5 separate regions of the Mus musculus genome follow, and all the other regions are linked to region 1. The links are chromatin contacts, called in public HiChIP or PLAC-seq, Micro-C and promoter capture Hi-C maps. All regions are on one chromosome and are shown on one strand. The core of a region is the stretch at or near the end of the contact, and the rest is flanking DNA. Distances in the headings are between cores, read along the strand shown.

What was found. Promoter capture Hi-C pulls out the DNA fragments that hold promoters and counts their contacts. A called contact is a pair of places that touch in the nucleus more often than the background predicts. HiChIP or PLAC-seq counts read pairs in DNA pulled down with a chosen protein or histone mark.
Region 2: a contact with region 1 is called in a Micro-C map of embryonic stem cells, with 2.2 times the contacts expected there. The contact joins the promoter of Wnt9a here to the promoter of Pld6 in region 1. A contact is called at or near these places in 8 of 39 promoter capture datasets (the C10 cell line, cranial neural crest, embryonic stem cells and 4 more), 1 of 15 datasets of contacts at CTCF or cohesin (large pre-B cells), 6 of 484 Hi-C or Micro-C datasets (embryonic stem cells, pre-B cells and ventral hippocampal neurons), 2 of 115 datasets of contacts at active chromatin or transcription factors (embryonic stem cells and stem cell-derived neural progenitor cells) and 2 of 9 other capture datasets (embryonic stem cells and macrophages).
Region 3: a promoter capture Hi-C map of liver shows a contact between it and region 1, with 2.2 times the contacts expected there. The contact joins the enhancer-like site here to the promoter of Pld6 in region 1. A contact is called at or near these places in 6 of 39 promoter capture datasets (cranial neural crest, embryonic stem cells, hippocampal neurons and 2 more).
Region 4: a contact with region 1 is called in a promoter capture Hi-C map of the HPC-7 cell line, with 4 times the contacts expected there. The contact joins the enhancer-like site here to the promoter of Pld6 in region 1. A contact is called at or near these places in 9 of 39 promoter capture datasets (the 3T3-L1 cell line, the C10 cell line, the HPC-7 cell line and 4 more), 3 of 15 datasets of contacts at CTCF or cohesin (embryonic stem cells and pro-B cells), 21 of 484 Hi-C or Micro-C datasets (the C2C12 cell line, the G1E-ER4 cell line, the HL-1 cell line and 5 more), 2 of 115 datasets of contacts at active chromatin or transcription factors (embryonic stem cells and pancreatic cancer cells) and 3 of 9 other capture datasets (adipose tissue, embryonic stem cells and liver).
Region 5: a contact with region 1 is called in an H3K27ac HiChIP or PLAC-seq map of epiblast stem cells, with 2.6 times the contacts expected there. The contact joins the promoter of Zkscan17 here to the promoter of Pld6 in region 1. A contact is called at or near these places in 10 of 39 promoter capture datasets (the 3T3-L1 cell line, 3T3-L1-derived adipocytes, cranial neural crest and 6 more), 1 of 15 datasets of contacts at CTCF or cohesin (embryonic stem cells), 3 of 484 Hi-C or Micro-C datasets (bone marrow-derived macrophages and embryonic stem cells), 16 of 115 datasets of contacts at active chromatin or transcription factors (the NIH/3T3 cell line, bone marrow-derived macrophages, embryonic forebrain and 9 more) and 3 of 9 other capture datasets (adipose tissue, embryonic stem cells and pancreatic islet).

What each region holds. Positions count from the first base shown.
Region 1 is chr11:59,786,371-59,788,960 of GRCm38.p6, forward strand. It overlaps Pld6 (phospholipase D family, member 6), which reads right to left and starts at 1,287. Exons shown (of 2, transcript NM_001290283.1): 1 at 848-1,287. The coding sequence starts at 1,265.
Region 2 is chr11:59,305,626-59,308,215 of GRCm38.p6, forward strand. Wnt9a (wingless-type MMTV integration site family, member 9A) reads left to right here and starts at 1,305. Exons shown (of 4, transcript NM_139298.2): 1 at 1,305-1,442. The coding sequence starts at 1,348.
Region 3 is chr11:59,457,874-59,460,463 of GRCm38.p6, forward strand. It overlaps Jmjd4 (jumonji domain containing 4), which reads left to right. Exons shown (of 6, transcript NM_178659.6): 6 at 1-694. Among named protein-coding and RNA genes, the nearest start is that of Jmjd4, 9.1 kb to the left of the region's middle. Within about 2 kb of position 1,313, at least 146 of the 459 cell types and tissues checked have an H3K27ac peak or open chromatin away from gene starts, as enhancers often do. A contact at or near this core is called in embryonic stem cells and liver, where this site is marked.
Region 4 is chr11:60,087,868-60,090,457 of GRCm38.p6, forward strand. No RefSeq gene overlaps it. Among named protein-coding and RNA genes, the nearest start is that of Rai1, 16 kb to the right of the region's middle. Within about 2 kb of position 1,279, at least 48 of the 459 cell types and tissues checked have an H3K27ac peak or open chromatin away from gene starts, as enhancers often do. A contact at or near this core is called in the HPC-7 cell line and cortical neurons, where this site is marked.
Region 5 is chr11:59,505,354-59,507,943 of GRCm38.p6, forward strand. It overlaps Zkscan17 (zinc finger with KRAB and SCAN domains 17), which reads right to left and starts at 1,287. Exons shown (of 10, transcript NM_172941.4): 1 at 811-1,287; 2 at 475-609. It overlaps 4933439C10Rik (RIKEN cDNA 4933439C10 gene), which reads left to right and starts at 300. Exons shown (of 5, transcript NR_015585.3): 1 at 300-1,533; 2 at 1,838-1,959; 3 at 2,478-2,585.

The DNA of each region.
Region 1 (2,590 bases), core at 37-2,536:
TGTTCTTCCTTCCCTATGAGGGATCTGGAAGCAGACCTGGTTTCCAAGGCTACACCATCCCCAGGATGTGGGAAGACAGGCCGTGTGGAGGAAATAAAAAGCCTCGAGAGCCCTACAAAGCCTGGACATCTCCCAAGGGCTCCCCTAGCCTGTCAGCCACTGTGGGCACAACGATTAGGCTAGGCAGGTGTGTGGGAGGGACATGGGGGCACTGACTCCTGCGTAATGAAGGGATCTAGCAGTCAAAGTTTGTGTTCCTCCAGTGCCAACCACTTGAAGGAAAACAAACAAGGGCCACAGGCCTAAGGGAGGATATTGTCACACCTGCTGCTGAGCTGTAGGCGGGCCAGACATACCTATGGGCCCAGAGGTGATCGCTGAGAAGCAAGTATTCGCCACACTGTAGGGTCCACTTTCCAATGATCACAGAGTCTAGTGGGAAACTCACTAATCAACACTGTCACTCCTACTCCCGCTGTGGTCACACAGCCGCTAAGGGTTTCTCAGTGTTGGCTGAGTTTAAACTGACTTAAGTTTTATCCTCCATGCCTTCACTTATGTCAGCCATCTCAGCCTAGAACAATCACAGAAATTAAGTCTAAACACACACGCCTCTAAGGTCAAGGTCAGAGCGTGGAAACTGGTGGGAATTGCCACATACCTTACTCATGGGGAGCCCAGACACGGAATATAACAGACTATGAACCTTGGCTCCTTGGCCCGCTCATCTCTGCCTGCCTGCCTCCACCTTTCTCCCTGAAATGCTACCTGCTCTGGACAAAGTCGGTAGGGGCATCAAGTAAGTCCTCTACCCCTCTGCCGGTGTGCACCCTCGGCGGCGGTTTACCTGCCTTGCGCAGCAGGCCGATCTGAGAGCCGTTGAGGGCCATGTAGTCGCAGTCAGTGATGACCCGCACGCGCACCCCACGCTGATGCAGCAGCTGCACTGCACGCCCCAGCTGCGGGCTGGAGAAGGCGAAGAGGCAGAGCTCCAAGCTGGAGCGGGCGGCCAACAGCGCGCGCAGCAGGCGGCTCAGTGAACTCTCGCTGTGGGGGAGGCTACACGGGCAGCCCGAGGGCCCGGGAGGCAACCCTGGGGCCTGCAGTAAAGCCTCGGTGCAGGTCACCTGTGAGGGGAAGAAGAGCACCTCGCGCCTTGGCCGCCGCCCAGCCAGCAGCCAACGCATCAGCCACGGCAGTGCCTCTAGGGCCAGCGCGAGACCCGCACCAGCCGCGAACACCAACCGCCAACTCGAGCGCCCCATGGCCGCCACCTCTAAGGTCAGCCGTAGCACCAAGCGCTTGCGCGCCCAACACGTGCCAGCCCGCCCCCAACTCCGGGTGTGCCACGCCCCCTTGCGGGGCCCGCCCCCAGCCAGGAGCTAAACTAGCGGTTGCACAGCTTTCCCAAGCTAGCAAAGAGCCCTTGGGGAAGCGCGCTCATTGGTGGACCAGGCTGGCCTTGAACTCAGAGATCTGCCTGCTTCTGCAGAGTGCTGGGATTGAAGGCGAGTACCTTCATTTGACTTCTTTTCCTATGTGTTTCCCATGAATTTCCTTCCCTTACCTGACTGCTCTAGAGTTTCTGCATCGCATTGAAAAGAAATGGGGATAGTGGGATGCCGTCTCCTGATTTTAATGGGATTTGCTTTGGGATTTTCTTCAATTACCATGTTGTTTGTGGATTTGTACGGTCTACAGGAAGGAGTTATGAACGGTACTATAAATATAGCCAATGGATAGGCCAGAGGCCTGCGGGAGAAGAACTTATTTGCTGCCAGTTTCCTAGGCCAAAATCATTTCTGTTTTCTAAAAACTTATATCCACAGATAAGTGCAGCTCTCACCCCTCATCAAAGAACTTCCTTTTCAACAGATGAAGACAATCAGAGTTCCACAACTGATCAGAATGCTGAGAATTCGCAACTGTGGGGATAGATTCCCCGCTTACGAGGTTTGGCAGCAGGTACTTTTGCTCATCCCCAACTGATACACCTGCATTGTAACCCAGACACCTAAGGCTAAGTATAATGGAAGAAGTGATGGAAAGACTATATGAACCAGAGGCTCAGGACACCCAGTGTTAGATAGTGTGCCCTAGACAGGGGAAACACACTCATGAACTTAGGTCCACAGTGGTCCACACTCAGCACCATGTCTTTTGTCCCTAATGATGCAGCAAGTTTTGCTCACTGTGAGATGAATTCAGAGCTGCCTCGGGTTGCGTTCCTACAGCTGAAACAGCAGACAATCAGAAGCTTTGACTGAACATAGGACAGTGACTGAACATAGGAGAATGTCACATGCTGGAAGACAGGAAGACCTCTGACCCAAAACTTAGAAGATACAGACAGACATCACTTTCTTCATCCCTCCAGGACCACCCAGGCCAGCATGGCTTCCTATGCTGAGCTCGATGGGGCACACACACACACCCCTTCCTGTTTTAAGGAGACCCTCTCATACCCATGCTCCCGATACTTTCCTCATCTGCAGAGACTGACCTATTTCCTGACGTTGGGCACCATTAGACAAACCGGTCTTATTCTGTAGCATAGCCTGGTTTAGATGGTCTCAGACTTACAGCAATC
Region 2 (2,590 bases), core at 55-2,554, 480 kb before region 1:
GCTTTCCTTTGGAGCCGTGACAGGTGGCTGAGCAGTTGCTGTGCACGGCTAGACAACTCAGCCTCCCAGAGGAGCTCAAAACCCTCAGACTTGGAGGTCTCCCATCCAGAATCAGCCCCTCTAAGTTGAGAAGGCGGTGGCTGGTAAGGAGGTTTGCCTTCCAGGGTGTGGAGCTTGCCCCTGTAAGCCCAGGTCAGGGAGGCACGCTAGTGTTGGAGGTCCCTGGGTTTTGTTAGCTTGGCTCTGGTGTGTGTGTGTGTGTGTGTGTCACTGTCTTGCACAGAAAGTGCGTCTCCAGCACGGAAGGTTGACACGCGGTGGGCATGTGTCAGGATCCAATCACTCGGTCCTATTCTCCAGCACTTTGAATGGTCCCTGAATAAGCCGCCCCTCCCCCAATGTCAGGGGACTCTTAAGCAGTCTATTGGGTGCCCTGGGCAATTGTGTTTCTCTGCGTGTTAGTTAAGGTTTGACTTATAGACAATTCAGTCCACGAAGATGAGTCACAGCTCTGGGCTTTCACACAGACCAGTCACCATCCTGGCCAGCGGTCCCCTTCATCTTCCACCCTGTTTGGGGTATGAGGTCCCTGAGTGTCAGTGATATCTGCAGCTAGTAGTCCAGAAGTCCCTGAGGACCATATTGTCCCATCCTCAGGTCCAAGTCGGCCACAGCACCGGCTCTGCAGAAATGCCTTTTTGGTCTCCCTTGGAGAGGTCGCCTTTCCATTCCTCCAGCTACAGCACCCCAACTTTCAGCAGTGGCTCCCTCTTGGCAACATTGGCCCGCGAGTGGATTCGCGTCCCCCCACGCTCCCGCTCTGTAATCCAGTGGCTAACGTCGCTCCCAAGCCACCCAGTCACTATCCCCTCAAGCACAGTCGTCCAAGTTTCTCGGCTCTTGGATGTCTTTCCCGGCGGCCAACACCCGGTCCCTAACTGTCAGGAGACACCCCGGAGCTCGCACTTGTGTCCTGGCTGCAGACACCTAGCCCCGGGGTCTAACCCTGCTCTGTCTCTCAGTCCCGCCCCATCGCTCCTTCTGGCTCCGTTACTCGACCGGGGTTCCCACCGCGCCACGTGCCCAGCCCTCCCCACAGCGCGCCCCAGGCCCGCCCCGCGAGCCGAGCAGCTCGGCGGCCGCGGCGGCGGCGGCGGGCGCGCAGCTCGGATTTCGGCCCGCCCCCGGCGCCGGCGTGACCCCTCCTCCGGGGCGCGGGCGGGCCGAGCCCAGCTGGCCGGCGCCCCGCCCCGCGGCCGCGGCTGCGGACGCTATAAGAGGGCGGCGGTCGCGGCGCGCCCTGCGCGGAGCCCGGAGCGCGATGGTCTGCCGCCGCGGCGCGGCAAGATGCTGGATGGGTCCCTTCTGGCGCGCTGGCTGGCCGCGGCCTTCGGGCTGACGCTGCTGCTCGCCGCGCTGCGCCCTTCGGCCGCCTACTTCGGGTAGGTGCCCGCGGCGGGCGGCCGCGCGAGGGCGGGCGAGGGCGGCGGGGCCGGACGGGGGCATCGAGCCCGGGGTAGCACTCGCCAGGTGCTCGGCGGGGTACACGGGTGGCTTGGAGTCGTTAGTTGGCAGCGAGCGCGCCTCTCGGTCCGCAGGTCGTTGCCCGCCGTGCGCCCTAGAGGTAGAGGGGCCGGTGTCCCCGACGGGCTTGCGCGGGGCCGCGGTCCACGGTGACTCCCGAGTCGCCGCCGCCGCCTTAGGCCGCGGTGTTCCTGCCAAAAGGCTGGAGCCTCCCTGGCCCCTGCCCACTACCCCCCTTCTCTCCTGGAAAAGTTAATTTAACAACAACAAAAAAACACGTACAAAATCCAGATGTTCCTTGCACTGAGCCCCAAAGGGGAGAAAAAAAACCCTCCAAGCTGGAGAAATTTATTTTTCTTGCGCTTTTTTCTGGCGCTCGCCCGAGCCTGGCCCCGACCTCGGCCCTCGGGAACACGTCTGGGAGACCTGACCCCGGGGGGTAAACGCCGCCGCTGTCCCGCGGGGTCGCCGCCCGCACTCGCCTGTCTATGCGTTAGCAGTTTTGCCGCGTTCTTGGGCGCGTCTCTTCACCTTTGGTTCCTTTCGTCCCTCCCTCTCTACTCGCTTTCCCAGGTTTGGGATGCCTGAACCCAGCGATCTTTAGAGGGACACCCACTGCACTTTGAGTTCTCCAAGGTCCTGGGTGGCACCACGCATGGCAGCGCCCCAGCTTTCTCTGCCCTCCCTGCTTATCACCCTTCTTTCCCCCTCTGGGAGACCTGGGTTAGCCCCTCGGGTCGCAACCCTGGTCCTGGGTGATCTGGACTGCGTCTTGGGCCGCCGCCCTTCGCCGGTCACCTGTTCCCTCGCCCCTGGCTTCAGTGGCCGCTCGCAGCGGTGTGGCCGGCAGAGGGCCCCGTTGGTCTAGGAATCTGGCACCCGCCAGGGCAGGGAGAGGCGGCTGGGCTGAGGAACCCTGCAGGTGTATCCTGTTCTCAAAGAAAATAAAATATTTTCATGGGAAATTTTCCCTTTGTGTTTTTCTTTCTCCTCCTTTCTCCTCCGTCTGTCCATTTCTTCTGGGTTGTCTTCCAGGGTCAGTTCCATGTCTCGGTTCCCAGGGTCT
Region 3 (2,590 bases), core at 63-2,562, 330 kb before region 1:
TGGCAGAATTAAGAAAAATTAACATCCTAAGATTCAGGGAATCCTCTCTACTCATCCTTCCCAGTGGGAGGAGGATACACACATGCCACTATGCCTGGCTGAGCCTGCAGTTAAATAGTTGGAGAACTCAAGTGTAGATACAGATTAGGGGAGGGTAAAATAAAAACTCAAGAGCAACATTAGAAAATACACCGGAGAATACCAGAAATGAAGTGACAATATACAAACTATCTGTAAGACAGCTAAAGCCTTACCTAGAGGGAAAATGATAAATTGGCAGGACTAAGAACAAGTGTTTTGGATCAATAGCCAAAAAAATAGAACATACACAATAAATGGAAATAACCAGCACAAGTCTTTGAAATAGAGAATAGCAGTGAAACCAAAAGTTGGTTTATAAAAGACCAATAACCTGGGCTGGAGAAATGGCTCAGCAGTTAAGAGCACTGACTGCTTTTCCAGAGGTCCTGAGTTCCATTCCCAGCAACCACATGGTGGCTCACAACCATCTGTAATGGGATCCTTTGACCTAATGTCTCTGAAGACAGCTACAGTGTGCTCACATAAGTCTTTATTAAAAATAAATAGCCTGTGCATACACCTGTAACCCCAGCACTTGGGAGGGTGCAGAGCGCCAGCGCAACCCTAAACTCTGGGAAGCCTTTCAAGGAAAATGCATGCCTTTATTTTCATGAAAGTTATGTGGTTTTAACGTAATGATAAGCTTAGAACAGTTACAGTCCCGCCAGGGAAACACCAAAAAAACCCTGTTGTGAAGAAAACAAATGTACACACACACAATTATCCATGTTCTCGGAGGACTGAAACCACACAAATAGTGTCATTGTTAGGTGTCTTCCACCTTATTTTTTTCAGACAGGGTCTCTCATTGAACTGGTCTACTCCAGGACAGCCAGAGCTATTCAGGGAGACCTGATCTCAAAGAACAAGCAAGCAAACAAACCCAGCTGCTTCTTGGCTGTGGGAAACAAACTAATTTGGCAGATTGACACAGGAATGATGTGATGAAGGAAAGTGAATGGGACAGAGAGAAAATTAAGTCCTGCAATAGAAGGGCAAGTCCCCTCTTGCTGAGGAAATGGGCCAGGAAGCTTTCACGTCTTTCTCTTGTTTCTCACTATTGGAATTCACAAGGCATGGCAGGAGAGCAATGAGTCATCTCCTTAGACCCACACAGGACCAAGTGTATGAAGTCAGGTTCTGTCTTGTCAGCTGGTGTATGCAAGCTTCGACAATGACCTCTGTGTGGCTGGAATTATGCAAGCGATTTCTGCATGCAGGCCTTGCAAAGGGGGAAGAGTACGTAGCTGCATTCCAGTCATACCTGGTGACTGACTCACGCATAGACCAGACCTAGCTAGCTATTCCTCACACAGGCACCTTCTGCCAGTGCTTGTGTGGGAAATTCCCAAGTGGTGGCAGCCTTTCTCCCAAATGCCTCTGAGGAACTGCAACAGGAGGAGACAACCAACTCAACCTGACAGGCAGCAGTTGCCCTCCATACCCAGCCGCACCAGTCCCTGTCCCAGCACCTACTACTCGCCCACACATAGGTGCCTCCCAAGTGTCGAATCATAACTCCCAAGGAGAAGTCCCTGTACTCTGCAGCACTGCCAGAATTCCCATTACATAGGCACAAGTTTGCAAATCTGCATGTTAGATTTATATATTGTACTGGCTGGTTTTGTGTGTCAATTTGACACAGGCTGGAGTTATCACAGAGAAAGGAGCTTCAGTTGGGGAAATGCCTCCATGAGATCTGGCTGTAAGGCGTTTTTTCAATTAGTGATCAAGGGCCCCTTGTGGGTGGGACCATCTCTGGGCTGGTAGTCTTGGGTTCTATAAGAAAACAAGCTGAGCAAGCCAGTGAGAAACATCCCTCCATGGCCTTAGCATCAGCTCCTGACTCCTGACGTGCTTTGAGTTCCAGTCCTGACTTCCTTTGGTGATGAACAACAGTGTGGAAATGTAAGCTGAATAAGCCCTTTCCTCCCCAACTTGCTTCTTGGTCATGATGTTTGTGCAGGAGTAGAAACCTTGACTAAGACATAGACCCATATACCATCCTTAAGGTGGTTTTCTGTTTAGCTGGTGAAGAAAAAAAAGCCATTGAGACATGGAGAAATAAATATGCAGAAGTCTATGATCCCTAGTCATCAGGGCTGATGCTGAAGATGCGGAAGGAAAGTAGAGCAGAACATACAAAGTATATGCTATATAAATTATATAGATTAGTATATAAAAAATAAGCCAGTGATAGAAACAAACAGGGGCAATGGGGGGAGGGGGAGGGGGACCAGGGAAAGCCCACCCCCAACTGAAACTGAATCACCTACAAGAGCACACTGTACAAATAACATACAGACCCCAATTTGCTGGCTAGTGGAAACATTGAGCCTCTGACTTTTCTACCCATCTATGGCCCACCTCCCTTCTTGGAAGTATTCTTTCATATTAACCTGTCTCTGTAGCCCTAGACATGTGTCAGTGTACAATTCCTTGTAGGGTGCCTCGAGACTCTAAACTTTGCCTAGAACTGAGCACAGTCTGTGTGCATTCATCTTTGCTT
Region 4 (2,590 bases), core at 29-2,528, 300 kb after region 1:
GCAGGCCATCCCAATGTGTTCAGCTGTCAAGGCCTTTTACAGTTCTTAAACTCCTTTCCACGCCCCTGTGGACAGCTCTGGGCCCTGGTCCCTCCCACTGTCTGCTTCCTGTCCTTGTCTCTCTATGCTCCAGAGACTGCCTTCTCTCCTCAGCTCCAACACCACCCAAACATCCCCTCCAGCTAGTTGTGCCCTTTCCTTCATGGTCCCCGCCCCATCCATCCCCCCCACTCTGTTCCCTCCCCCTTCACCAACTACTCTGAATATGACCACAACCCACACAGGGCTGGCTGTTCATCTCTGTGTCGCAGATCCCAACTTAGTTAGAGGCAGAAGATGGTGGTTGGGAATGAGGAAACCAGAGCCATTCGGCCATGCAACACACCATCCTTCCATATCCAGATTACTTCCCCCATTTGCACCCCAAAGGCAGCCATATCCTTTTCCTCACCCTATCCTTCCCCACAGGCCCAGCGCTGCCATTCAGTTTTTGGGTCAGCTATACGTAGGTCCTTGCACCCATGTGCCTTCCTTCTGCGCCACAAACTGCTGCAGCCACGCCCACCACGCACATCATTTCATTGTCCAGCCTTAGACCACCACAGGGCCTTTGCTCTGGCTGTGCTTAGCGTGTGCACCTCAGCGCATGCGCACCTCAGCCCTTCGACCATCACTGTGCTCTTTCATGGGACATCTGCCCCGTGTCTCTTGGACTCTGTTTACACAGTTGTGCGTTGCTGTCTCCTTCCAGCCTGAGGATCTTCAAAGGAGGGGTGAACCGAAACATAGTCGAACCTCAGGAACCAAAGTTACCCAGTGTCAAAGGAGTAACTGTGGACTAATATGAGGTGTGCTTGCCCTCACAGCCTGCTGTTGTTTACACGGCCGGAAGCTGAGGCTCAGAAAGGTCCAGTGACTGCCTCCCTTTCCAGGACCACACGGTCAGAGCAGCAGACAGCAGAAACCATACTCTCTGCCCCAGCTCCTCCTACCCACCCCGTCTTGGGGCCAGCATCCCAAGACCACATCACACAAGAGCCCCATGGACATGCAGACCACACAAGCGCTTCAGACACCACACCCATGGCGAGAGGCCCACAGCACAGGTTCCAGCCTTGCCTGGGCAGAATTCTTTTTTTTTTTTTTTTTTAATTGAAAAGAAATCCTGTTCGTGCTCAGGCACATGGCTGGTGCCCTCAGGAATCCCTCTCGCACACCCATATCCACTCACAAACCTGCAGGCTGACACCCCAAGTGGCAAGCTCTGGTACTAACGGGGACAGGACACCATAGGCCTGGGTTGCTATGACAACAGACAGCTCCACATCTTGGCTATGAACACTGCTGGCCACATGGAAACAAGGGAGCCAGGTAGTGTGTCATTGCAGCTGATGGTAAGGAAGAATAGTCCCTAGGGCAGTCCCCAAGGCCACAGGGCATCTCTCTCTGCTCTCACTTGGCAGTCCCTATTTTTGTGTATGTGCTGGGTGTGCAGACTGTTACACATCTTGCAGTGTCATCCTGATGGCGTCCTTGCCAGATGAGTACTGTGGAGAACCACGTTTCCAGATGGTGAGACTGATGATGAAGCCTTGCTTGGGGTGACACAGTGGGTTGCCAGTGGTCTGTTGGGCCATGGAGAGTCCTCTTCCCATTATCTGCCCCGCATAGGAACCTGGATGTCTCATCCAGGGTCACGCTGCCTTCCTTCCACGCCATCACTCTGTGTACCCCATTCAACCAAGAGTAGCCAGGGTAGGGTAGCTCTGCCCTGTAAGCTCCCCATCCTGAGCGTCCGAGCGAGGGAAGGCTGTCGGAGCTGCTGTGGGAAAGACCAAAGATGAGGAGACTGCTGGCTCGGCTGACTTTGCAAAAAAATTTAATTTAATTTAAAAATATTCTTTGAGTTGCAACTAGTGTGCACGTGTGAATGTGTGTGTCTGTCTCTGTCTGTGTCTCTGTCTGTGTGTATCTATGTGTACCCATACACACACAAGCGAAGGAAGTTACTAGCTTCAGGCACAGTTGGATCCAGGCCTCTGGCCCCATGCATCTTTTTTTCTGGCTGTTGTCTGTGTTTGGACCAGCTTGCCTGCCCTGTGTAGTCCTCACATCCCCAGGCTCACAAGTCATTGGCTCAGGGCCACACAAAGCAAGATTGAATAATTGGGAAGTCCAAATGTAAGGAGTTCCAGCTAGGACCTCTGGGAAGTCTTGAGAATCAGTGGCCACTTAGAAACAGTGTGGTGTGGCTCCTCTGTGCTGAACACCGTCACCTTTGAGACATGGGGACTATGCTGTCCCTTACTGTGTAAATCCTGAGCATGTCACAAGTACTGACTCAGGAAAGCCTGTAGCAGCTCCATCCCAAGAGCTGGGAAACAGAGCTCTTGGGAAGGGCTACCTCTGACACGTCAGGACATTTCCCAAAATTAGTTGGTACAGAAGTTGACACAGGTGGCAACTTGCAGGAAGTCACAAGGTGAGCACTTGCCCGGACACATTGGAATCCAGGAACTGCTGTGGCTCTAAGGATTCCCTCTGCAGGGAAGGGCCTTTGGGAGCTTGCCTTCTAGGTCTGACCCTTATG
Region 5 (2,590 bases), core at 37-2,536, 280 kb before region 1:
ACGTCTTACTCCCGTATTAAGAACCCAATCCGGGCCCCGCCCGCTCTCTCCTGCTTCCTCCGCCCACTGTCTCCCACCTGCTGGGCCCTGAATGGCTCAGGTCTACACTTAGGATAGTGTGTCCAGGGTCCCACCCTCAGCACCCGGTTCTGCTGGGGGACTGCTCTCAAAGAGCCCTAGGCCAGACAAGCGTGTGCCTCTTTGTCACTCTGGCACCTGGCGCGCAGGAGCCTCGGGAGCGGAAGCTTTATGAATGAACTACCGTTAGGGAGGGGAGGGCTCCCGCAGGGGCGGGGCTTGCCCAAAGCAGTTATTGAAGGCGCAGGATCCCAGGGAAGGAATGAAGAGCAGGAGGAGGAGGAAGAGGAGGGTGTTTTAGGCCAGGAGAACTATGGGGTTTCTGTCGCTTCCACTCTTTCAGATTTGCTGGCTCTTTCCTTCGAAGCCCGGGACAGCAGGCGAGCAGATCCTCACCTTCCAGCTCGGTCTCTCTGGTGTTTTGGCAGAGGCGGCTCCAATGCATGGGCCAGACTCGGTCCCTGGCCAGGCCAACCCTGTCTCGGGATCCTCTAGAATGCATCAGCTGGGCTTGGGAGCGAAGGGAGACGCCTGGAAGAGAATTGTATTGCTTCATCCCCGAGGGCACCTATGAGGACGCGGCTCTGGGAGCAGGGATCTGGGCCCGGACGCGGGAAGAGGAGAACAGGGAGCAGGACCCAGGCGCGGGCTGGGGATCAGAGCGCGGGAAGTGGGGAGCGGGTTCCGGGTTCAGACAGCGGGGCATGGGAAGCCGGGCCACAGTATACTCACCGCTGCGCAGCGTCCCGGTTGGCGGGCCGCGTAGGCCGGGCCGCCGCGGAAAGGAAAGGCCGGAGCCCTCCGGCTCCCTCCCCTGGGACACTTCCTGCACCGCTCTAGGACCGAGGAGGTCTCCTCATCTCAGTGGTTCGCTTCCCCGCCTCCTGGCCGAGGTGTACGCGGGGGGGTGACATCCGACACCCCCGGCCCGCCTGGACCGCCCCGCCCCGCCCCGCTCCGTGCTCTCCCGGCCTGGGCCCGGGGCCCGGGCTTTAGCTTTGTGGGCCTTCCTAGCGGGCTCGGGATGCGCGCGCGCGCCCCGGCGGGACCCGGGCGCTGGGGGCCAGTTCGCGCGGCCACCAGCCAGGGAGGCCGGCTTGGGGCTTTGCTCTTCTCTGCTCCTCTTGTGTGGGCGCAGGGAAGGGCTGGTCTGGCGGCGCTGGCGAAATGCCAGAATTGGGAGGAGGAGGGATGAGGTGTAAGGGGATCTCCCAGTGACCATTTGCATCCCGTGTGTGCTGTTGTGCCCCAATCCCTTCCAGCCGCAATTCCATTTCAAAGCCAACGCTGCCAGAGCCACCCAAATCGGTAGGACTGGAGAAATGCAGACCCAGCGATCCACGGTGCTCGCCGAAGCAGCGGCCCGCGGCTTCGTGGCATGGAGATGATCTACGATTTCTCTGTTTAAGGAAGACTGTAGCACTCTGGGTCCCTCTGAGCACCAGGATAGTCCTGGTGAGTACGGAGAGAGAAGGTTGCCAATCCTGAGAGTATGAGTTGGGGAGCTTGTCGCTGGCTTAATGCATAAACACAGGACAGAGTGACTTAAGTCACGGAGAGTGAGAGGTGACCAAGAACTAGGGCATTGGAACCTATTCCTGCCTCATCTACCCTGTGTTGAGTAGAGTCCAAATCCTCCCTCAGTTCCCTCGGGCTGGACAATGGAGCCGGACTGTCAAAGGGAGGAAGCAAAGAAAAATCTGCCTAGAAGTGAGCTACTGTGCTGATTTTTTTTCCCCTTTCTGGTTCTCTTTCGAAGGTACATGGTAGGAAGTCACCCTTAAAGAAGGTGGTTTGATAGAGACACCCCACCACCGGCAGACTTCGTGCTTCCGTTTCCTTCTAATAATTGGGACTGGGACAATCTCTTCCGACTAGTAGGTATGGAGTTAAGGGTCGAGGTTTTGGGACATTAGGAGGTGAGTCAAGTGGATGATTGTTCCCCAAGTGCAGAAGAACGCTGAGCAAGCAAGGGTCACCCAAGGCTGGGACTTAAGGCTCACAGAGAGCAATAGGAGCCACCTAGACTTACAAATCCATGCCAATCCCTTTTCAAAAACACCAGCCAGGAAGCACAGCCTGGAATGACCAAAGACCCCGTTGGGGAGTCAAGCCTAGTGATTAGTCCAGTTGTGTATCCCGAAGGGCTGCTGTTTAGGCTCCTGCCTGGTGGCTGCTCAATACTTGGATTCCTCAGAGGCGCACTTATTGGAGCCCTCACGCAGGTAAAATGCAGCGCCAGGAGGTGGCTGATACATGGGATTTTTCTCCCCCCACAAACACTTTCCCTTTAGTTTCTCCCCCTGAGCTCACAACTCTCAGGATTTAGGTCCCCTCTCGCTGTTCAGAAGCCGCCAATGACTCCTAATATGCCTTCTTTCTGTGTTTCTTCTGCATAGAACCTGGAATAGGGACTAATAGACTGGAATCGGAGCACCTGTGTTAAATCACACCCATCAAGGCGCAGTCAGGTGATCTAAGGCCTGCGTGACCTCTCTGTGCTTCAGGTACC